Regions from separate parts of the Mus musculus genome. Here region 2 is linked to region 1. The links are chromatin contacts, called in public Hi-C maps. All regions are on one chromosome and are shown on one strand. The core of a region is the stretch at or near the end of the contact, and the rest is flanking DNA. Distances in the headings are between cores, read along the strand shown. Region 1 overlaps Myo3b (myosin IIIB). Region 2 overlaps Myo3b (myosin IIIB).

Region 1 (4,411 bases), core at 910-3,409:
GCATTGCCCAGATGCACAGCTGAACCTTTGAGCATCTCTGTCTTCACATACTTGCTTCTTCATCCACTCAGACAGTACAACCGAGCCAGGACAACCTGAGACTCTAAATGCAATGTGCCTCTGTACCTGTCATTTTCCATTTAGGACCACCATTGCCTGCCACCAGCCTTCTGACATTTACTTCTGCACAGAGCACTGTCCTGAAAATTTCAGGCAATTGAAAGCCTGAAAAGATCACTGCTAGAGAGGCTAGAAAGACGGACATAAGACCCGGTTTCAATCTCCAATACCTCACAGAAGCCTGTAACTACAGTCCCAGGGGATCCAACCCTTCTTGTGTCTTCCCTGGGCACCAGGAACATATATATGTAATAAATAAACCTTTAAACAATGTATTGCCTGTGAGGGGCTGGGGTTGTAATTCAATTGTAGAGAGCTGGCCTAACATGCTCAAGGCCCACGGTTTGGCTCAGCACCACAAAAACAAACAAACAAACAAAACAAAACAAAATAACAAGACTGCCCCATAGCCTTAGGGAAGTTAGTTTTAGGAGTGATCCAGGCAGTGTGATTTATGAAGGACCAAATGACTTTCTTCTGTCTCCCTTCCATTGCTGAGGCTCCGCCCCATGACTGCTGCTCAAAGCAAAGAAGAGAGTCTACCAAGAAGGAGCATCACACAATCTAAACACTATGACAAATACTCTTTCACTTTCATACTGAGGGCATTTGAAATCATTCTTAATAGCTTCAAAAAACCAAAGCTGTTGCAAAAAATAGATCTGCGCTATCTGGATTCCAAAGGGCTGTTGCGTAAGGGAAATGGGATGGAGAGGAGAAGGGATTCTGAGCATAATCTGTTCCTACATCCTGGCTGCATTTAGGACGATGACATTCTTAAAATTGCAAGCAGGGAAACCTACTCTGGTTACCTTGGTGATAAACTGCGGGTAAAAATTACACATAATTGCTGCTGATGTCACTACTGCCATTTTGTCTCCAAGACTACAGATTGTCTCCAAATAATTGTAATGCTCTGTGCACTGGAAGCCCACTATGGAGCAAAAAAAAAAAAAAAAAAAAAAGCTTAATACTGCAGTTATTCTCTCCAAATCTAGCTAATAAACCATTTGAGAACTCTCGGGGACTTGGAATAATTACAGAGATAAATGGGGATTGAAAATGCCTCTCTCTTAACCTATTCTAGATACAAACATAATTTGAAAACGCTAATATAGAGAAAAGTTAGCTTGTATTAGACATACCAGGAAATTTTCTTCTGGAATACATTTTACCTAGAATGCTGGCGTCTGGGGGAGGGGCAGCAGACTGTAGAATATTTGTGGATCCATTCTGCTTAGAAAGCAGCTGATCACTACAGCTAACTGTTGATGGTGGGACCCCCCCCCCCCCAAAGCTTTTAGTCTCTGGAAAATACTCCGGGGCAATATTTACTTTATTGAGTTTTAATTTTCAGTTTACATGAGAAGAAGAAATTTCTAGTCCCCCAACACAATTATATTTAAATTGCCAGCCCCAAAGAGGCTTCCTACAACAGCCATTCTTTTTTTTTTTTTTTTCTGTTTTTTTTTTCCATTTTTTATTAGGTATTTAACTCATTTACATTTCCAATGCTATACCAAAAGTCCCCCATATCCACCCACCCCCACTCCCCTGCCCACCCACTCCCCCTTTTTGGCCCTGGTGTTCCCCTGTACTGGGGCATATAAAGTTTGCAAATCCAATGGGCCTCTCTTTCCAGTGATGGCCGACTAGGCCATCTTTTGATATATATGCAGCTAGAGTCAAGAGCTCCGGGGTACTGGTTAGTTCATAATGTTGTTCCACCTATAGGGTTGCAGATCCCTTTAGCTCCTTGGCTACTTTCTCTAGCTCCTCCATTGGGAGCCCTATGATCCATCCATTAGCTGACTGTGAGCATCCACTTCTGTGTTTGCTAGGCCCCGGCATAGTCTCACAAGAGACAGCTACATCTGGGTCCTTTCAATAAAATCTTGCTAGTGTATGCAATGGTGTCAGCGTTTGGATGCTGATTATGGGGTGGATCCCTAAAGGATGGACCATGTAGAGACTGCCATATCCAGGGATCCACCCCATAATCAGCATACAACAGCCATTCTTAAAGGGCAGCTTTCCCTCTGACCTCCTTTCATTTGCAAAGGCAGCAAAGCGCCCGGTGTGATCTCCCGAGCCACTCCCCGCCATTTTACAGTTTGCAAACTTCAAGATTCTTGGAAAACCAGCAATTCGTGGCTTTTGATCCAGTGATTTTTAGTATGGCCTATGAGACGGCCACAGCTGTGGTTAGTGAAAGACACCAAGATGGTCCAGTTTCTTGGGAAAGCCTGCATTACACTCCGAGGACACGGAGCGATGAGTTAATGAATAGTCACAACCTCTAGACAAGAGCCTGAGTCCTTCAAACCTGGCTTGGAGGTGCAGCTGGAGCCCCGAAGTTCACATTCCACCTTTCTCACGCTCACTTGCTGAGGGGGGGAGGGGTGGGAGGAGGGGAAGGGAGAGGTGTCCTGGAAGCCCTAGTGCTGCAGCAATTTGACGACAGTCTCCCAACACTGACCTTGTCATTTTCCACTAAAGTAAAACAGAGCCAGCCAACTGACCAATTGGATCTGAATGATAACATTCATGATTGGGGCCCATTCACCAATAGTCCATACAAGAGCCCACACCTGGGGGAGGGGAGCTCACTAAATAATCCCTGCTCCTTTAGCCTGGAATATATTGAAACCAGAAGTGAGAATAATAATCTAAGTCAGAGAATAAACTGCAAAATAAAAAGTGTCCTTCAGCCCCACGGGGCCCTGATTCCTTTGCTGCTGGTGACATTTAGGTAGAATATCGAATCTCCCAATGGGAGTAGAGATCAAAGGATTATGTTTACAAGAACGGTAACTGGTTGTACTGGACAGGCTTTCTGTCTACCTGTGAGGACTGAATTTTCAGTGTTTCCACCTGCCTCTATGGCAGCCATCATTCCTGGCTCTAATAAAGATGTAAGGATTTACTTTTGTGCTTCCACTAATTGGTCAAAATGTGCTTGACCACAAATTTACAGCCTAGTTATAACACCTAACTGTATAATTTAGATGGCAGGATTCTTAAGCCCCAGGGTTTGACATATTATATTTCATGTTTTCTCGTTTACCAAACTCTACTTTGGGAGCTCTTGGACTGTCAGTAAGCATACAAATTTTGCAGAATTGCTCTTTAGGGCCTCATGACACCTGACTTAGTACATTTTGGGTTTTTTGAAGAAGTGGCCTATGAATAGCAGGTCCAGTCACGTTGCTGCAAAGTGCTCTAAATGACCCGTTTGTGTGCCACTTCAATGGGCCATGCTGGAATTAATTCACTTGTGATTTGACCCCATGTTGGTTTCCAGACAACCCATCATGGCTGTAAGCCTCCCTGGGTGGCAGTGTAGACTGGTGGGAGACCCACAACAGCACTCTACTTATTTGTCTAGCTTGAATATCACTCTGTAGCACAAGATTCATGAGTGATCTATGAATGATCCCTTCTGAGAAATGTCACTGGCAGCATGGAAAAATACAGCACTGCAGAGAGGCAAGCCAAAGCCACTCGGTTACTGCAGAGAGGACAGCAGCTTAGATTTAGTGAAGTTTACAAACTTCTACCATTAAAGAGAAGCATAAAGGACAGAATATTTAAAGACCCACATCCACTATAATTGCGTGTGCTGTAGCTATACGCAGAGGCACTGGGCCGTTTGCTTCTGCTCTATATTTTTCCTATGCTACCAAAGCAGAAACACTATTATCAACCATGAAAACATCTTCTATGTATCCTCCGTAAAGGATAAAAGAGTTCCTTAGTAAAGAAACGAGTTTCAGAAGTCAACCCAGAGAGCAATAAAGCCATCTGTGCCCTGACAACATGTCTCCTTTATAAGTTCCAGAGATTTACTTTTTAAGTCAATGGCTAAATAAATAGGTATGCACTGGGACCACTGCACTTCAGTAGCAAGAAGAGTTGGTGTGTAGTTAATTGTCTTGGTTAGGGTTTCTATTGCCGTGATAAAGCACCAGGACCGGAAGCAACTGGAGGGGAGGGGCTTATTTCAGTTTTCATTTCCACAACATGCTCCCTCATCGAAGGAAGTCAGGGCAGGGACCTGGAGGCAGGAACTGAGGATGAAGCCACAGAGGGACACCTTGGACTAGCTTCTTCCTCATGGCTTGCTTTCTTACATCATCCAGGGCCACCAGCCTGGGGGTAGCACGACCCACAAGGCACTGCGCCCTCTCGCGTTAAATAAGAAAATGTCAGGCAGGCTTGCCCACAGGCCAGGCTGGCGGGGCTAGTTGCTCAGGTGAGGTTTCTTCTTTCCACGTGGCTCTAGGTTGTT
Region 2 (4,411 bases), core at 691-3,190, 190 kb before region 1:
GAGACAGGTTATGAGTCTCCAGGCATCTGAATCTCAACAATTGCTAATCTATGAAAATGTATCAATGTCTGTCTTCTTTCCTCACCAAAATAAATGACTAGAAGACCTTGCAGCAAAATATTTCCAATTTCTTCCTTTTTTCTGATCAAGACTATTTTTGTGATGAAAAGTGACACATACCCCACTGGTACTCTCTCCTATGCATGCACCAAGGGAGAAGATGACACAGGTGGGGATAATCTTCACAGCGAGCTAAAATTAGCATCCAGATGTATAGCTTTTCAGATACTTTTCTACACATTTAATATGTATTTTAAAAACTAGTGGCTCATGACTGTTATGTGAAGTGACATACCAGCATTTTAGAGTTCCTCTTATGATCCTGAGCATATATTTATATAACTGTATAATACCATCATATTTATGGTTGTATAGTGTTTCATTGAATGATTAGCATACGTGACTATATAATGTATTTTAAATACTCAGCTTGTGCTGTGCAGTTTTGCACTGAGTGATTAATACAAATGAATTGAGTAATAACACATTTGTAAACATTTAAATGGTGTCCATCTCTCACATTACGAATGAGGGACCATTGAGTACTCAATGGGCATGGCTCTGAGTTCCAATTCATTTAGTTCCCTGGGATAAATATTTGGTGTGAAGTTGTTGGGCCTAAGAGTGAGAAAATCCTTTTTCTATTCCAAGGGTTTAAATTACATCATCAGTTTCTCCCCTAAAAAGTAACAAAGCTTAACATCTAGCCACAGATGTATGGAAGGTCCATTTTTCCATTGTATCTCCAACACTAGATGTTATCAGTCTTTTTAATCTTCACATGTTTTTGTCAGAAATAGGTACCTTGATATTTTCCTTACATTTATAAAGAGGAAAACATCATCATGAGCTTTAATATATGATATCATGGGACTATGAAGGGCAGACTAGAAGAAGAAGGACCTTAACAGGGTACAGCTGGGCAACAGGGACCCCATATGCTTGCGTCTCACAGCTTGGCTTTTGGTTGGTTTTTCTCATTTGTTTTGGATACTCAGCACTTTTTATAAAAATATTGAAACACACATCTTACATCTCTCTCGAGTGAGTATTGCTGCCAAAGGAGTTAGTTATGCAAATCCCACTTAAATATGTGGATATGTGATTGCTCTTAAGTAGACGTAGGTTTCTGTTTTAGAACACCGCTCAAGGACTGATTTATCTGAAGGGCTCCAGGAGCTAATAAATGTCTCATATAAGTCAGTACCAGTTAGGTTTGTGAACTTATGCTAATTTCCCGAACCCTACTAGGCTTTTAAGGATGGTCATATTTGTTCACCCCATTGTTTTTCTCCAACTGGGATCCTACCGTGTTAATTTGTCAGCTCTTGGGTTCTTGTTTCTTTCCTTTCCTCCCTGGTCTGCACTATGTTACTGCAGACAGCTGTCGCTATAAAAGCCTAAGGTGGGAACAGAAAGGTTTTCTTCCTTCTGATGAAAACGACGCCTTATTGGACAGCCACTCGGAAAGCTGTCTTGGACCATTAGCGTCCCAGCCTCCAGCGGAGAAAAGGACTGGAATGGAAGCAGGGTCAGGGGGCTCTGCGATCTCAATGTGTATGCAGCACTGTCTGAGGGTCGCAGCCTGACAGAATAGCAGAGCAAGTCTTCACACAGCACTGGAGTTCAGGGGCGGGCCGGTGTGATGTCACCGGAAAACTGCAGCAGTGCGACCGCAGTAGCAGCAGCAGCAGCAGCAGCAGCAGCAGCAGCAGCAGCAGCAGCAGCCTCCTGGATGCCCGGAGAGAACTGAGGTCTTGGTTGCTTCATTCATTCTGGAACTCCAGCAAATGATTCACGTCCCCCATTTCACAGACCAGAGGGAGGGAACTGGGCTATCTGAATAAACAGAACTGGTCAGAACCAGATGGAAACCAGATCTGGCTGCCACAGAGCCTGCCTGCGCTCTCTGTCTGCAGCATTGTTTTGTTACCGGACTAGCGTGCCACCATTACATTGGGGATCATAATGAATGTCCAAAGGGAAGCAATGACAAGGCCTCCAAGCGGCTTCTTTTGTTTCACCTCTGCTTTGTCCTTTGAGTAGGTTTTGTCTTCTGACGGACTTCCACTTGGTTGTTCAGTCCGGTCTTGAACTACTAGGCACAGGAAACATCCCTGGCTCCGCCCCTTGAGTAGCTAGGCCTACAGCCACAGGTCTCCTCACTCAGCGTGGCCGTGGTCGGGTTTTGAAATGGCTTATGGGTTGACCTATGTAGAGTCATAGTGTTAGCACCTTAAAAACTGAATTAGCACCACGTATGGTGCCACACGCCTTTCATCCCAGCACCTGGAAGGCAGAGGCAAGCAGATCTCTATGAGTCTGAGGCTAGCCTTGTTTACATAGTGAGTTCCAGACTAGTCAGTGCCATATAGAAAGATTCAGTCTAAAACCAAACCAAACCAAACCAAACAAACAAACAAAAAACCTAAACAACCAAAACCCCAAACCGATGGCACTAGATAGATATTTACTGAAGTTCAGCAGGAGTGATGGAAAGGATTGTGATCTGCAGAGAACTAGGCAGGAGAGTTGGGGAGAAGGCTGGGGAACTGCCTTGGGCTTTCATTGTAACTTTTTGTATTAACCGCATTTCAAAGTTCCACAAGAGATGCAGGAATTTCTGAGCATGGCAGCACACCTATTGCTTTGTCTTTGTCTTTCACAGGGCTGTAGTCAGGAGCACTGACACACAAACGCAGGAACCTTCTCTGAACTCTGGAGACATCTGACATCCTTTATCTCCTAAGTACCGAAGTATCCGGTTCTCAAAAGGAAGGGTGTTCTCTTACCAGAGTGCAGTGTCTAAAATCGGAAAATTAAGATTAGTAGCAAGACTCTATGACTCACTCCACGGTGTTCTGATTTTTGCAAAAGATGCCAGGGGCAACTTCTGTAGCAGAAGAAACCCAGGATTGGGGGTGGGGGGGTGGGGATGGGGGTGGTGGTCACATTCTCTTATGTCTCCTTCCAGCTGGGAAAGCGCCTCAGCCATCCCCTCTGTTTCGTTTTGTAGCCTACTGGCCAGTTATCTTCCAACAGACTCCTCTGTTGGGGTCTGTCTGCTGTTTCCTCAGGATTAAATCCAGGTCATGCTCATTTGGCAGGAAATCCGCAGACAAGGTGCTGTTCTGAGGGTTGCGTGCGGTCTGGTGGCTCCATCTCTGTGATGCTGTCATTTGGTCACAGTGGCTTCTGCAAGGTTCCTCTGTGTCCTTCTACAGCTTTCTTGTGGGGATTTATTCTGACATTATGAAAATAGCTTGTTATTCCCTCGTCTCTCACCTTCTGCTTTGGGCACTCGTTCATGATGCTTGCCTAGAGCAGTGATTGTTTCCATACTTGAAAAATGTTGATTTTCAATCACCAAATCTACATTTATTATTTCACATTATAATTGCAATGAAGAATTTCCTTCCACCTTCTCTGCCATTTTCCCCTTCTATTAATGTGGATTTCTGAATTCTTTTACCTAACCCAATGGGTTTTTTCTTTTTCTTTTTTTTTTTTTCATTATACTTTATCTTGATGTTCAAACTATCCTGAATTTAGCACTGGCTTAATATTAAAGGACCTGAGGTACCAACACTGAACTATGCTATCAAGACTTCCATAGAGGAAGAATTATGTTGCCAGGGACTATTCTTAGGCATGAGTGGTTTCATGTGTCAGATGAGGCTATATATATTTTTGTGTGTGTATATATGTGTGTGTGTCTGTATATATATATGTGTGTGTGTATGTATGTGTATATATGTGTTTATATATGTACACATGTGTGTATCTGTGTGTGTATATATATATATATATATACACATACACGCACACACACAGATACACACATGTGTGCACACACATACACACAGGCACACACACACACACACACACACATGCACACACAGTGTGTGTTATCTCATTTACTTTTCATGACTTGGGGAGGAAGCTATCCCACCAATTGCTCTTCCATGCAAGTATGGGGAAACTGAGGCCCTGAGCAAATGAGTGGGTTCAGGAAGTTTTACTGTCAGAAGGTTGTGAGAGTGGTCTCTGGGATTCCATTGCCTGCAGTGACCCCTCGAGTGTGTGTGAAAACCCCAGAAAAGAACAAGACTTTGCAAGCGGAAGTGCAGTATCCCAGCAGGCAGCTCACCCACAGAGGGATCTGATCTTTCTGTATGTTTACAGACACAGCATCTGGAAGCTGTCTCCAAATCAGTATGACTCCACGGACTTCTCTACCCCTCACGGGAACCATCCCACCCTGTGCGGAACCCAGCAAGGGAGGCACAGAGAAGGAAAAGGTCTGTGTCACTGTCAGAAGCCACAGATCTAGAGAGGTTTGACTTGGCTG

The links. Hi-C and Micro-C count contacts between places; a contact is called where the count stands out from the background.
Region 2: a Hi-C map of embryonic stem cells shows a contact between it and region 1, with 2.4 times the contacts expected there. The contact joins two enhancer-like sites. A contact is called at or near these places in 6 of 484 Hi-C or Micro-C datasets (cerebellar granule neurons, cerebellum, embryonic fibroblasts and 2 more) and 1 of 115 datasets of contacts at active chromatin or transcription factors (embryonic stem cells).

Annotation. Positions count from the first base shown.
Region 1 is chr2:70,147,084-70,151,494 of GRCm38.p6, reverse strand. The region is part of intron 8 of Myo3b (myosin IIIB); the gene reads right to left. Among named protein-coding and RNA genes, the nearest start is that of Myo3b, 110 kb to the right of the region's middle. Within about 2 kb of position 2,159, at least 45 of the 459 cell types and tissues checked have an H3K27ac peak or open chromatin away from gene starts, as enhancers often do. A contact at or near this core is called in embryonic stem cells, where this site is marked.
Region 2 is chr2:70,338,025-70,342,435 of GRCm38.p6, reverse strand. The region is part of intron 30 of Myo3b (myosin IIIB); the gene reads right to left. Among named protein-coding and RNA genes, the nearest start is that of Sp5, 130 kb to the left of the region's middle. Within about 2 kb of position 1,940, at least 8 of the 459 cell types and tissues checked have an H3K27ac peak or open chromatin away from gene starts, as enhancers often do. A contact at or near this core is called in embryonic stem cells, where this site is marked.